Linked DNA regions of Sus scrofa: all the other regions are linked to region 3. The links are chromatin contacts, called in public HiChIP or PLAC-seq maps. All regions are on one chromosome and are shown on one strand. Each heading gives the region's core, a stretch centred on a gene start, on an enhancer-like site or on the middle of the called end of the contact. The rest is flanking DNA. Distances are from core to core; before and after follow the strand shown.

Region 1 (4,274 bases), core at 1,709-4,208, 240 kb after region 3:
TGGGCTGTCTTCCACGGTGCCCCTGCCTGACAGAAGTCTGACCTAGGCTGGATAGGCCTCCTGCCCCCAGCTCCCTGTCCAACATCGCCTGAAACAATCCATCTTATCCTTAGACACGTTCAGAACGCTTGAATGAGAAGGGAGCAGAAGGCTTCTAGCTTGGGGAGACCATCCTAGTACAGGATTGTGACACAATACAAAATAAATATTTGGTCTCTGTCCCTGATTCCTGGAGGGATCACAGCTCCCCAAATGGCAGGACTCTCCAGGGGGATAAGCGTGCCTTTTGTAGACCAATGAGAAGACTGGTGGCTGGGGATCCTGCCCCTTGGTAGCTTTCTTGGTCATCAGAAAGACCAAGGTACAATTAGAGGTTGGAACTTTCAGCCTCCCCTCTACCCTGACCCTGGGGGAGGGGAGGGGAGGGGAGCTGGAGAGTGAATTACTAACCAGTGGCTGGTGATTTGATCCATCGTGTCTACATAAGGAGACCCCCATAGAAATCCCTAAAGGATGGATGGCTTTGAGAGCTTCTGGGTTGGAAACACATCAAAGTGTGCCCTGAGGCGGGGAGGCAACATGCCTCCCCCCATACCTTGACCTGTGCCTCTCTTCCATTGGCTGTTCCTGAATTGCACGCTTTATAATAGGGTGAGTTCTATGAGTGGGTCTAGAGAATCATCAAACCTGAGGAGGGGGTTGTGGGAACTCCCAGAATTTATAGCCTGTCAATCAGAAGTATAACTTTGCCACGGGCACCTGCAGTCACGTGGGGGCAGTCTCTTGGGATGGAGCCCTTAACCTAAGGGGTCTGACACAAACTCCAGGCAGAAGGATCTGATTTGAATTGAATTGCAGGAAACCCATCTGGTGTCGGAGAGTGTGGTGGAAAAGGTGCCACGCATTTTGAGTCAAATGTGTTACAAGTAAAAACTAGTTCAAGGGTTAAAAGCACACAAAGAGAAAACTCTTCAAACGAATCTCCACTAGTGCAAATACCACCTCTACAAGAACAAAGAAGTCCAGGCCCTACTTTCTAATCTTATCACCTGTGGCTCTATGAGAAAGAATTAGCAAACACACTTGTGGGTACACACCAAGGTTAGCAACCTAATTTGCAAAGAGCCGGATGGGTAACCCCGCCTAAGTCCAGCAAACTGAAAGCAATACAGTCAGGCTATTGCAAGAAGAAGAAGACAGTCATTACAGGGTGTCCTCCAGGTCTCACGCACTCTACCAAGTGCTTCACCCACATCCTGCCTTAATCCTTCCCAAAGCCCTATCAGGTGGTGATATTGCCCCTACTGAACAGATAAAGAGTCTGAGAGGCCAATGAACTTCCCTGAAGCTATACTGTTAGTAAGCCGTGGACCAGGCAATTTTGCCTGAATATCAAACACATCCAAAGCATGAAAACAGATACACAACCACAATGCAATGCTGGCTCCAGAAGTTATTTTATGCAAAGCGTCTCATTGTCATAATAGTGCAATGCAAGAGACAGATATTTTCAAGGTTATCATTTTCATCATGTTCACTATCACCGTGAACAGCAGAAATTCACACGGCCCTGTGGATATGTGGCTTCCCTGCAGGACTAGCCACCTAATAGGTGGGGCCCGGTGTGAAATTAAAAGCCAAGGCCTCTGTTATTAAGAGTTTAAGGATGGTGATTGCAGAGCATGAAACCCAGGAAAAGCCCCTTCTGAGCCCAGGGCCCCAGGTGACTGCCCATCACACACCCATGAAACCAGCCCTGTTTCTCTTAAAGGAGGACTCAGAAATTCTTGTGGTAAAGAAATCACCCAGGGAACTTTTCAACTGATTTTCTTTCTTTCTTTCTTTCTTTTTTTTTTTTTCAGGGCTGAACCCACTGCACATGGACGTTCCCAGACTAGGGGTCGAATGAGAGCTGCAGCTGCTGGCCTACACCACAGCCACAGCCACACCAGATCCAAGCCTCATCGGCAACCTACACCATAGCCCACGGCATCACCGGATCCTTAACCCACTGAGCGAAGCCAGGGATCAAACCCGTGTCCTCATGGACATTAGTCGGGTTCATTACTACTGAGCCATGACAGGAACTCCTCGACGGCTTGCATTTATTTATTCCCTAAATACCCTGCAATTCTATGACACGAGAGACTCAAAGGTTAACCTAAAATGCCCCCGACTAGACACAAAAGTCACGGCTGCATGGAAGCATGATTTTCCTGCTCCTGGAAAACTCAGGAACCTTTCCCTGCCGTTGGCAGCTCAACAGTGAACAGAAACATCCTCTTTCAAGCAGCATATGGACACGTGGCTGAGTCCCCGACTCCTCCTCGGCCTCCTCCTGAGGGAGTGAGCCCGGTAACAAAAGCACAGCATTTTCATGCCTATTTTAATTTTGTTTCCTGCTTGCAACTGGGTTGGAACACAAGCTGGACTTTGGGGGGGCTGGTTAGTCATGTTGAAAAGAGGAGTATCTGTTTTCATGCTTCCATTCTTGCACTGTTTATTCTGGGGCCCTTCCAGCCCTTTCCAAATGTACTTTTCCAGCCCTCAAGTGTCTTTTTCCTCCCTCATTAAAGGTCTCCCTTCTTTCCCAGGGTTGCCCCTTCACTTTAAAAAGTCGGCCAAGAACCCAGACCCAACCAGGTTGGACATACCAAATCTTGTTCGAATCCCACGGATGACTCTCAGGAAGAAAGACCGGGAGGGTGAGGACCCAGGACCAGGGTGGTATTTGGTGGTGACAGCTGTCAACTGGCTCTCAACCTCAGGCCTGTCGTCCCAGGTGTGGCCTTGGGCTCCAGAGCCCCGGTCCCCTGGTTGTTTTAACAACTCCAGGTCACTTGGAATGTAAACAGTCAAAGCGGTTGGGTTTCTTTTCCCAAAGGGAGGTAACAGCTGGGGCTGGCCTGGGGATGCAGACAATTGCCCTCCAGCTCTCGATTCAGGGCAGCAGGAAAATCACCCTGGCCCTGCAGGTGGCCCATGGGAGGCTCCACAGCACCCCCTGCTGGACAAACTGTTGGGTCTGTCTGACCATTGAACAATTAATTACATGTGGATTGTGTGTGGAGATCTGGAGGTCACGTTCTTGGGGACTTACTGGGTGTCTTCAGAGGGAGAGAGAAAGCAAAGAAAGTAAAAACACAATCCACGGATGCTCCAACTAACAAAGAGTTCTAGACAGAGGAAATTAGAAAATATGGCATCTCTGCCCTGACTCTATTTTCACATTAAAAACAGCAGTTTGAATGCCCCAGTTCTGAATCTAGGAGGAATCTAGCATTTTCCATAAGGATGATGAGGGCACTTTCAGCTGAAGGTTTTCTCTCCTAAGGTTCAGAAAAGGGGTTCCAGAAACTGGCCCTTCATCCAATCATAGACTTCTTCCTAAATGGATCCACAAAAGAGGAAGATGCAAAATCAAAAAAAAAAAAAAAAAAAAAAAAAAGAATTCTTCCTAAGAGTCAAGGAAGAACATGCCACGCAGAGTCTTTATCCTCTTATCCCACCAGGACACAACAAGGACCCCTCCATATAGCCCGCTCCCAGAAACCTCCAGAAAACTCCACTTCAGGAAATACAGACATATCACACATTCTCATTTATATTGCCAGAAAATATACATACCAATGCCAAGTCATATTAAGACCCCTGGCTCTTTATTTTTCCCCTACCCCGACCACGATAGGAAGCCAGAGAAGAGAACTCTATTGGGAATGATTAACTACATTCAGAATCTCTGCAAACATTAAAAAGCATCAATTTACACCAATGTTGTCAGCTTCTGGTAACTTTTCCTACATCAGTTTCACAAGCAGTTGTACGTTGAGCCTTGGATTTATTCACTTATGTAATTTAAACATCATCTTTGACCCCCATCCTTCTTTGTGTCTGAATACCAAGTGCCTGCTAGCTTCTCCTTGTTTTCCTTCACAAGGAACAAGGAAAAGGACTAGAGAGACATCACGCTGAGAGGAAGCAGGTGGTTTGGGGGGGAAATGCAGGAAGAGGTGGCGAGTGGGCTCAAAAAAAGTCTTACCTGATTACCTTTGATTGCATTTTTTTGTTGTTGTTGTCTTTTTAGGGCCGCACCCAAGGCATATGGAGGCTCCCAGGCCAGGGGCTGAATCACCAGCCACCAGCCTACACCACAGCCACAGCAATGCAGGATCCGAGCCGCCTCTGCGACCTACACCACAGCTCACAGCAACACTGGATCCTTTACCCACTGAGCGAGGCTGGGATCAAACCGGCATCCTCACGGATACGAGTCG
Region 2 (4,702 bases), core at 366-2,865, 190 kb before region 3:
GAGCTCTTAAAAGATAAATACTTTTTGTTGAGAGCATTTTTCTGAATCAGTAAAAGGCCTTATTTTACTCATTGCTTACACTTTTATCTCTGTGGCCGTGAATTGTATTGGCAGTCACTTACTTCACATGTAAATGTTATCACAGTTAACTGGAAAAATGCTTATAAATATCATAAGTAAATTAAAAATGAATTTCCAAACAGAAGTAAGGTTGTTTTCAAAAGCCTTAACAGAAGAGCCCTCCCTTAGACATTTAGTCTTTCTTTCTTTCTTTTTGAGATTTTAATTTTTTATTCTTTTTTTATAAAAATATAGTTGATTTACAATGTTTTGTCAGTTTCAGAGATATGCTCATTTAATTCTATACTAGCCTGTTCTTATGAGAAAAAATTACTCAACTCTGCCTTAGTTTATGTTTAATCTGCACACTTTGTGCATAGCTATTAGGAAGATAGCAGCAAATACGCAGGGTTTGGAGTTGGCCATACCTGGGTCTGTCCCAGCCCTGGCAGCTGGCAGCTGCCTGCCTCTCCAGCTTCATCTTTCAAACCCCTCCTCTGTGTTCACTGCACTCCTTCCACTCTGGCCTTCCTTCTGTTTTTAGAAGCCCTGATTTCCCTGCCTTTACACTTGTTATTCTCTACCTAGATACATGCTTTTCCCAACTCTTCTTGAGACTTGCGCCTTCAAGTCATTCCATAGAAGTATTCATTCTTAAGGCCTTCCCTCTCACCCACTACTCTCAATTTCAGTCTCATTCCTCTGCTTTGTTTTCTTCATAGCACATCACTATCGATTTGTTGACTTGATTAATATATGACTCCTATAGAATAACACTCCTTAATAGGAAGTGTTTTGCTTAACATTAGATCTACAACACTGGAATAGAGTGGGTGCTTGAGAAACCGACTTAGAAATGGAATTGAACCCTTTTGAGCCTCCTTCCTCATTTATACATTGGGAGTAATAAAACCTCCCTCACATGGCTTGTGTGAGATTACATCATTAACATAACCACCATACAGACACAAGAGGATCATTTTAACACTTTCATTCCTTGGTTCAGCACTTAGGGATTGAGGATGATGCAACATTTAAGATTTTTTTTTTTTTTTGTCAGCGTGACCTCTTACCTTAAATGTCAACTCTTTAATTTTGAAATGAGTAAGTTAGTTGCACTTAATGTTAGTTTATGCATTCCTTTCTGGATCTGACATAAAAAGCATGGACCCTCCTTCCTCAAAAATGTACCAGTACATATTGGGAAATCTCTCTAATGATACACACCCCTCCCCAGGCTAGAGCATTTCTGCCTGTGTCAGTTTTCTATTGCTGCATGACAAATTGCAACAAACTTACTAACTTCAAACAACACCCATTTATTATCTAATAGTTAATGGTGCTCTAGGTCAGAAGTCCTGGCCCAGCCTGGCTAGGTATTCTCCAGCTCTTGGTCTCACAAGGCTGAAATCAAGGTGTGGGCCAGAAGGTGAGACTCTTCCAGGCTCACATGGTTGTTGGCAGAATTCACTTCCTAGGACTGTGGCCCCTGTTTTCTCGCTAGCCGTAACCCAGGCATTATTCTCATCTCCTAAAGGCTGTCTTCAGGCCTTTGCCATTGCATCATCTCCATAGGCAGTTCATAAATAAACGCCTGTTTGCTTCTTCAATACAAGCAGGAGAATCTTTCTCCCTTCAAATTTCTTCTTTTTGGAGTTCTCGCTGTGGTGCCATGGGATCAGTAGTGTTTCTGAAGCGCTGGGATGCAGCTTCAGTCCCTGGCCCAGTTCAGGGGGTTAAGGATCCAGTGTTGCCACACCTGTAGTGTAGGTCATAGCCGTGGCTTGAATCTGATCCCCGGCGTGGGAGCTGCATTTGCCAAACAGCAGCCAAAAAAGGAAGAAGGGGAAAAAAGGCTTTCAAAATTTCTTCTTTCAGGACTTCCTGAAAGTTAAAGTGCTTATGTGATACGTTTGGCCCTTCCAGGATAGTTTGCCTTTTGATTAACTCACTGTCAACTGATTTTGGACCTTAATTATTCCTACAAAAATCCATCACCTTTGCCATGGGAGTGACTTCCAGCATATTCACAGGCCTACCCACACTCAGGGGATTATATGGAGTGTGTACACCAGGAACAGAAATACTGGGCCACCTTAGAATTCTGCCTACCGTGTGATAATACCAAATCATTAACTGTGTTTAAGAAATTTTAAAGATATAATTTGCCTTTAGATTTGTGTCACCCTGAAGTTGTTTTTAGATAATGTTAAACTTTTTTTATTAAAAAATTTAGATATATTTTAATGTAAAACATTTTTAAAGTATTTTTGAATTGTCGATTAAAATTTTCAAAAAAAAAAGCTGTTTTGTTTCAGAAAACACATGACCTTATACCCACTGTAATCTAGAATGGATTGAGAACTGGACATAGTAGTCTAATTATATCTTTTTAATGACCAAAATCACTTTTGTTTTACAGAGTTACGCAAAGGCAAGTCTGTTACTGGTTTAGTTATTTTTCATTCTAAATGATGCTGTGGGTTCTGTTTACTGCATTAGATTGTGGTGATAGCATTTAAGCAGAATTTTAAATGGCATAATTTCCTGGCCATATGCAAGCTAATTTGCACTAGAATAAACAATGATTTAGTAAATATCCTAATGAAAGTCATAGGTGCAGTAATCCTACTTTCTGAATGCTATGTGGAAATTACTTCACGAGTACAAAGAATGAGGATATAATTTAATTTATGAATTGCTCGTCTACCAAAAGACACCCCCTCAGAATAAAAGACTGATTTTCCTTTAAAAAATACCTGTCTACACCCAATACTTTGATAAAATTCTGTTTGTTCTTTGGTTTTTGAAATGTGCAAATTCTGTAGCCGTTGGACAATGTAAACCAGTAGAACAGGTGAGAGACAAGATTTTCTTGTGTAGCTCAAATAATCCGTTTGGCTTTATAGTTTGAACATCTATATGTTTCTTTATATTCTCTGCACATCTGGCCTCCACTTTCTGAAAGTTCTCCTGCATATTCTTGGTTTCTAATCATGGTTCTCTGATTCCCTTCTTATCTCCAGGGATGCTCTCAAACTGGTCCAGTTGAAAGAAATGGGCAAGATTACTGAATCCAGACCCAGCCCAGCCCTGCCAACTACTCCCACAGCACCTTTGCCCCCACAGGCCACAGCCACGCCATCCTATCCCCGGCCAATGATCCCTCCAGTCTCAATTCCTGGACAACCTAATGTAGCGGTAATGTCATCTGAGTGGATTGCTATTTTTCAGATTTAAGTGAAAGGGAAAATGAGAACTGTTACTGTATGTTTTACAAGTACTTCTGCCAGTCTGTTTTAATAGTAGCTGTAAGTGATAAAGACAAAAATACTCTAAATGTTTTGTTTTGCACATTTCTATGAACCAAGTTTGTTTGTAAAGTGCTGACTTCCAAATAGAATTATGATTCATTTTAAATTTGCTGCAAGTTCTACAACTTCAGTGCCATGTGTATGCTCTATAATCATGATAACTTTTCCTGTCCTTTTTTTCTTGGGTGTGATGCTAGTAATTGGTAGTTGATGCCAGCTCTGTTTTGTACATAGGGTTTTGCTTTGTTTTGTTTGACTAAGGGAATTGATAGTCTTACTGTGAAGCTCATCATTCTTTCCTTCTTGGATACATGCGGTGTAATAGCCCCTTTTTTGTTTTCAAATTACTCCATTTTTCCTGACTCCCTTTCTTAGTACCTTTTATGTCATTTGCTTCCCATCAGAAGACATGCAGGATAATCAGGTTTGTTTAAAATGGGATGGCACTTTAAAAAAATAAATAAGTAAACCTACACTGCTTTTTCTGATGGAGAAATATATTCCAATATAATATTTTTAAAAAAATTAAAAACAGTCCAAGGTTCATGAAAAAGATTTTTAAAATGCACATTAATGATTCATGACTACACACTCAAAAGTTCATGAGTAATCAAATCTTATTTTTAAAAAGAAGTTATTCAAATTCAGCAGATAAACCTTACATTCAGATTCTTACAGTATGTAGGTATCATTTATTGTATTTGATCAAGCACTTTGCTAACATGTTTAATTCCTTGATAGACCATTTGTGAAAAAGAAGTCAGCCATACTTTTGGCTGTTTTATATTAAGTGATTGTAATCCAGTCCCAGAATGGAGTGAAGGACAAGGAAGGAAAGAGATGTAACTTAAAGTCCATCGTGTTTTCGTTAGAGGTTCAAACACGTAGCTTACAGGAAGATTTATTATCTCATTCATACTTTATATTGTGTTTCTTGAAAATAAGACATTCAGGTGATTTTTTTATTTTTAATTCCAAACCAAAATAGAAATGATTTGGCAGATTATCTGGTGTATTATATTATCTTTTTCTACTGTAGGCTATTTTTTTTTCTAAGAATTGCCTGTAGTTTTGTTGATTTAGTGATTGCTTTGAGTTTTATTAAGAAGCGATTTTGTACCAAAAGCTACTTAAAGGCTTATAGATGATACCTCAAATAAGCACACCCATGAGAGGAAATTATTTATGATTTGGTAGATTCCTTTTTTTTTTTTGTCTTTTTTGTCCTTTTGTCTTTTTAGGGCCACACCCAGGGCATGTGGAAGTTCCCAGGCTAGGGGTCTAATCGGAACTACAACTACCAGCCTACACCACAGCCACAGCAGTGC
Region 3 (4,902 bases), core at 1,782-4,281:
GGCATGGTTCTTGTTCTATCACAACCCACCTGTCGGTCTAGATCAGTTGTAGGTGAATTGTAAGTGCAGAGCTACTGGCAACTGAGTGCCAAGGGTTATGAAAGACTTTCTTTTCTTATAAACTGCAGCAGACTCATGGCTTTCCTAGAAAAACATGCATGATCCCTCACTTGCATTTGGGTAAGATTCTTTTTTTTTTTTTTTTTTTTTTGAGTGACAGGGAAAGAGGCCACTGGGGATGGCAAGGCACCTAGGGTCCATTGGAGTGTGATGGCATGGTCCCTCCTATGAATGGAAGCGGTGCTGTGAGGGAAAGAAGGTAAAAGCCATCAATCTAATGAAGCAGGTACCGTCCGTCATGGACAGAGCAGAAGTATTGAGCTGCTGTCACAGGCAGGTGGAAATCCAAGCCATTCATTAGGCTTCGCCCCTGACTGTGGTCCTGAGACAGTCACCTCTGTCGAGGGCTCTTAGGTCCCAGGGCAGGTCTGGTTTTTCCATCTCATTGGGTCTAGTAGTTACCCGGAGGGGGAGACAGTAGGAACCAGCTCCCATCCACCAACGCTATTAGCATGGCCCCAGCAAATACAGATCCAGGGGTGCTCAAACCATCTGCCAAGAGGCATTATCCTGCGACTCCCTTGGCATCTCCTGAAATTAAGCAATGAGGCAGGCATTTCTGTGCTGATGTCTGAGAGGGGCCAGGCTGCCTGACCCCCTAACAGTGTAAACATGGATCAGTTTCATAACTTCTCTACACCTCAGTTTTCTTATCTGTAATAAGCTCTGATGTCAATAATAGTCCTTCTCCCATATGTGAATTTTGGGGATTAAATGACATAATCAGAGTGAAGCACTTAGCACACAGTAGGTGCTCCAGGAGTGTCAGTATTGCCGGGGAGCCCAGCCACAGGCTGGCAGGAGGACCTGTCCCAACCACAGCCCACAGGGCCCTTGCCTTTCCAGCCCCCAGGTGGAGAATGTGTCCCCAACAGAGGGGTGTGGCTTTGGTAAGCAGCTGGGCAGACTCCCATCAGAGACCAGGGAGCGTCCCAGCATTTGACTCGGCACCCTGCCACTTTCACAGAGAATGTTGAGTCAGTTGTGATGTGAGCCTCCCTTGTTCTGTCTGCAAAATGGGGTGAATGATGTGACCTCTCAAAGCTGTGCTGGGGATCACAAGGTATGACATCTGTCACCACCACTAAGGTCTGATGAGGAATAGCAGCTCCATGCATTCCGGACTCTTTTCTTTATCACTTGAGAAGATGCTGAAAGAGACAGGAAAGAGGCAGTCAAGGCCAAGCTGGAGACACCTTGGACTGCACAGTGATGCTGAGCTCTGTGGGCCTTGGTGGTGGCCTTTTGCTCCCCTCCATCTGGAGGGCTCTGGCGTGAAGAACAGCAGCCTGCTCTCAGTTTCTGAATCTATAAATCCTGCTGAGTCCACTGTTCTCCAGCCTCTGTCCCTACAGAATAGAGTTGGGAAATCAGACTTTGCTATCTCCTCTCTATAAGGTGAACCAGGGGTCGTCTTTAAGAAGAACTTTAAATTGCAAGGTGTTTTTATTCTTGAGACTGGGGGGGGAATAAAACCATAATACTAAGTCCATAGAGGTTTTAAATTGTCTTTATACAAGGCATTTCATTTTGGCTGTCGCCTTTGAGCTGCAGAGCCCTGTGTCACTTACTTAAACCTCTGACTCTCGGCTTCCATGGCTGTCATATCGGGTGAGTAACCGTCTTAGATTCTCCGAATGCTTTGGAGGCCCTGGCCCATTGCAGGCCTTGCCAAATGGTATGATTCGCCCCTGTTGCCATGATTTCCAGAATGTTCCACGCAGCCTTGGAGAGCATTGTGGAGGGTGTCAGGACCATTGGTGGGGTGGGGTGGGGGCTGGGCAAGGATGAGTAGCTGGTGGATGCAGGGTTTGGCACCTGCCCTCCCCGCTCCCTCCAGCTCCCATTGGGGCACTTCTGCTGTCCCCTATCCTCAATATTGCAGTTTCACCTGAGAGCTCATGGGGCGGGGATAGGAGGAAAAGTATGAAAACCATCGCTCTTGTCTCCGAGGGCTGCCACTTTACCCCTTAGCTTGTTTGACAACCCAGGACGGAAAGGACAGCACCGCAGGTAATGGGGACCATAGGAAGACCTTGAAAATCTGGGTTGAGGGCTTGGTTTTACTCCAGCTCTGTAAGACTTTGGAGTCACTGCATCTTTTGCTCCTTAGTTTCTTCATCTGTAAGATGGGGCCATAGTACCTACCTGATACTTTTGGACATGGAAGTGCTTCCTAATTGGAAAAGGAAATTCCCCCACAGGGAGATGACTGACGCTCACTTATTCTGCTGGGTTTGGAGCCCAGGGGTGTCTTAATTAATACTGGATTTGTGAGAAGCCATCTGAGGTGTTTCTACCATGCCAGGTGTGCATGGCACTCCCTTCCCTTTATCCCACCAGCTCTAAGCGCATCCTAACTTATTTCGTCCTGGGAGGTGGGTGTGAACCTGGGAGCTAGAATGACTCATTCAAGGGCACACAGCTTATGAAGAACAGGGTTTAGACTAGAATCCATTCATCCTTGACCCAGAGGGGGGCCCCTGGCTCTTCAGCATGTCAGCGACCCACTAACCAGCCCCAAACACTGCCATTCCCTGTGAGTGACAGTCTCAGCCTTGCTCAGCTTCCTTGAAGAACTTCCTCAGACCAGACTCAGCCAGTTCCTCAAAGATCTGGTGACAGGCTGGAGCAAAAGCTGTACCCAGACTAGGTGATGTAGCCATACCTGGAACGAGCCCCACCCCCACGCCCAAATCTAGTTATGAAACAAAATAACTAGGCCTCTTTTTTTTTTTTTTTTTTTTTTTTTTTTTTTTTTGACTTGCAACAGGAAAAAACCCCATGTGGGCCCCTGAGATGCGTTTTCATTTCGTTTACCACATCCTGGGGTTTGTGTTCATCAGCCTGCTAAATAGATACGATCTCTCAGGGCCAGAGCCAAACATGTCCCGGTTGCCATGGCAGCACGCAGGGGCACACGTGATGGTCCCCTTCCGCCAGCTGCCTTCCCTTCCGGGAGACTCTCTCACCAAAGACCACCTGGCCTTGCAGAATTGGGCACTGAGCTGACAGTCTTAGGACCCACACTGTCCTTGGCCAGAAAGTCTGTTGGATCAGGAGTGGGGGCCTTAAAGGGCCTCCCCCCCCACCCCCCCCACCCCCTGAGTTCCCATCACCCCACCAGGAGGTAGGGGTGGGAGTCTTTCTTTCTTCAGACTCTGTGAAAACAACCAAAGAGCTGCCCTGGGCCAGTCCTTGGGTGGCCCCCACTGAAGGGCCAGAGTAGCGGCTGAGAACACCACCTGGTGTTCCACTCTCCTCTGACAGAGTGGATGTGACGGGCCCTTGTTGGTTTCATGTTGGCTGCCATGATGGGCTCCTTGAACAAGAGGCTGAGAGGTCAGGGGGTCCATCCAGGCGCCAAGAAGTTGGGGTGCATTTCCTTTCTGAGTGCCAAGAGTTGAATAGCTCAGTTGAAAACAACCCGGGATACGTTCTGGAGGAAATTCTCTGGGTATGATGGTGTGCAACTATTTTCTCTGCTCATTAAACCCTCACCCACCCCCAGGGCAATTCCGGGAGAGACTGAGTCACTCAAGACTCATGGTCTGCCCGGGCAGCCAAAGGCGATTCGGCCACTGAGTGTGATGTTGGCCTCATTCAGGAGTGGATGCTGAACAATAGACCCTTTCACCGGGCACCCATCACATGGGCGTCAGAGGATGGGGGCAGCAGGAAGGCTGCCAGCCTTCTGGACTGGCAGGCTGGGTGGCAGCAGGGGCTATAATAGCCAGGAAGACTCCCAGATGGAAACTTCTGGGCTGGGAAGATATCAAACAATTACAGTGAGGAACAGAATGGCTTCTTCATGTCCCATTAAGACAGTGGATTGTGACTTTATTGGAACGGCTTGCTCAGGCCTCTTATAAAAGCAGTTCAGTAGTCAGAGCGCTGGACTGGGGGGTCAGGAATCTAGCAATTAAGGACTCCAGAGGTCCTGCTGTTCTCAAAATCTGGCTTGAGACCGTCTTCAGTCATTGTGGGTTTTGTTTTCTGTTGTGTCTCAAGAGAATTTGGGTAGAAGTTGTCTGTCATCCCTCTTGGCTTTAAACACAAATGATCCAATTAGCAATAGTGCTTTTAAAAAAATACTGGCCGTTTCTCGGCCTCCTTCTGATCAGAATCAGTTTGGTTGGATTTGCGAGTTGCATAACATTTTTCAGACATGAGCTCAGCAAATCAGAAGACAGAAACAAAATCCTGGCTCTGTCATGATAAACACCATAAAGATGAAAAATGTGGAGCATCCACCGGTGCTCTTGGCTGCCTCTGCCCAAGAGGCTCGCACGTGACCGACTCCAGGAGCTTGATGGAGTAAGATGCTGTTGGCCTGGAGTACCATGCTCCAGCTAGCACAGCCTGGTCTGTGGAGAGTTTCAGGTTGGGCAACAAACATCTCCAAATATTGTGAGGACATCTCGTGGTCTGGCATCCCAGCCTTGGGCCAGCCCTGAGTCCGGGGTCCTCTCTTCATGCTGCCGGACCTCAGCCAGAGCCCTTGGGCTGTAAAGGGCAGAGGAGCCCTGAGGCTGCAGCTGGGGCTGGAGTCTCTGATCCCCATGGGGATCCTGGGAAAAGGATCCTCTCCTGAGAGACCCGGCCTTAGAAGGGAACCCATGACAAGATGGGAAAAGCGCAGAGAGAATGAGAGCGAGTGAGCCAGCCCACCACTGGGGAAAGCAGCGTGCCTGGGGGCCTCAGAATCTCCCCATGGAGAAAGGGGATGGTCCATTAGGGCAGGTTTTCCCACTGCTGTCTTACCAGGCTCTTGGGCAAAGG

What was found. HiChIP or PLAC-seq counts read pairs in DNA pulled down with a chosen protein or histone mark.
Region 1: an H3K27ac HiChIP or PLAC-seq map of alveolar macrophages shows a contact between it and region 3. The contact joins two enhancer-like sites. A contact is called at or near these places in 2 of 47 Hi-C or Micro-C datasets (both in embryonic fibroblasts) and 1 of 2 datasets of contacts at active chromatin or transcription factors (alveolar macrophages).
Region 2: a contact with region 3 is called in an H3K27ac HiChIP or PLAC-seq map of alveolar macrophages. The contact joins two enhancer-like sites. A contact is called at or near these places in 1 of 47 Hi-C or Micro-C datasets (embryonic fibroblasts) and 1 of 2 datasets of contacts at active chromatin or transcription factors (alveolar macrophages).

The regions. Positions count from the first base shown.
Region 1 is chr2:25,618,850-25,623,123 of Sscrofa11.1, reverse strand. The region is part of intron 1 of SLC1A2 (excitatory amino acid transporter 2); the gene reads right to left. Among named protein-coding and RNA genes, the nearest start is that of SLC1A2, 17 kb to the right of the region's middle. Within about 2 kb of position 2,958, at least 3 of the 83 cell types and tissues checked have an H3K27ac peak or open chromatin away from gene starts, as enhancers often do. A contact at or near this core is called in alveolar macrophages, where this site is marked.
Region 2 is chr2:26,040,009-26,044,710 of Sscrofa11.1, reverse strand. PDHX (pyruvate dehydrogenase protein X component, mitochondrial) reads left to right here. Exons shown (of 13, transcript XM_003122869.4): 8 at 3,087-3,261. Among named protein-coding and RNA genes, the nearest start is that of MIR1343, 24 kb to the left of the region's middle. Within about 2 kb of position 1,615, at least 7 of the 83 cell types and tissues checked have an H3K27ac peak or open chromatin away from gene starts, as enhancers often do. A contact at or near this core is called in alveolar macrophages, where this site is marked.
Region 3 is chr2:25,855,255-25,860,156 of Sscrofa11.1, reverse strand. All of the region lies in intron 1 of CD44 (CD44 antigen), which reads left to right. Among named protein-coding and RNA genes, the nearest start is that of CD44, 27 kb to the left of the region's middle. Within about 2 kb of position 3,031, at least 34 of the 83 cell types and tissues checked have an H3K27ac peak or open chromatin away from gene starts, as enhancers often do. A contact at or near this core is called in alveolar macrophages, where this site is marked.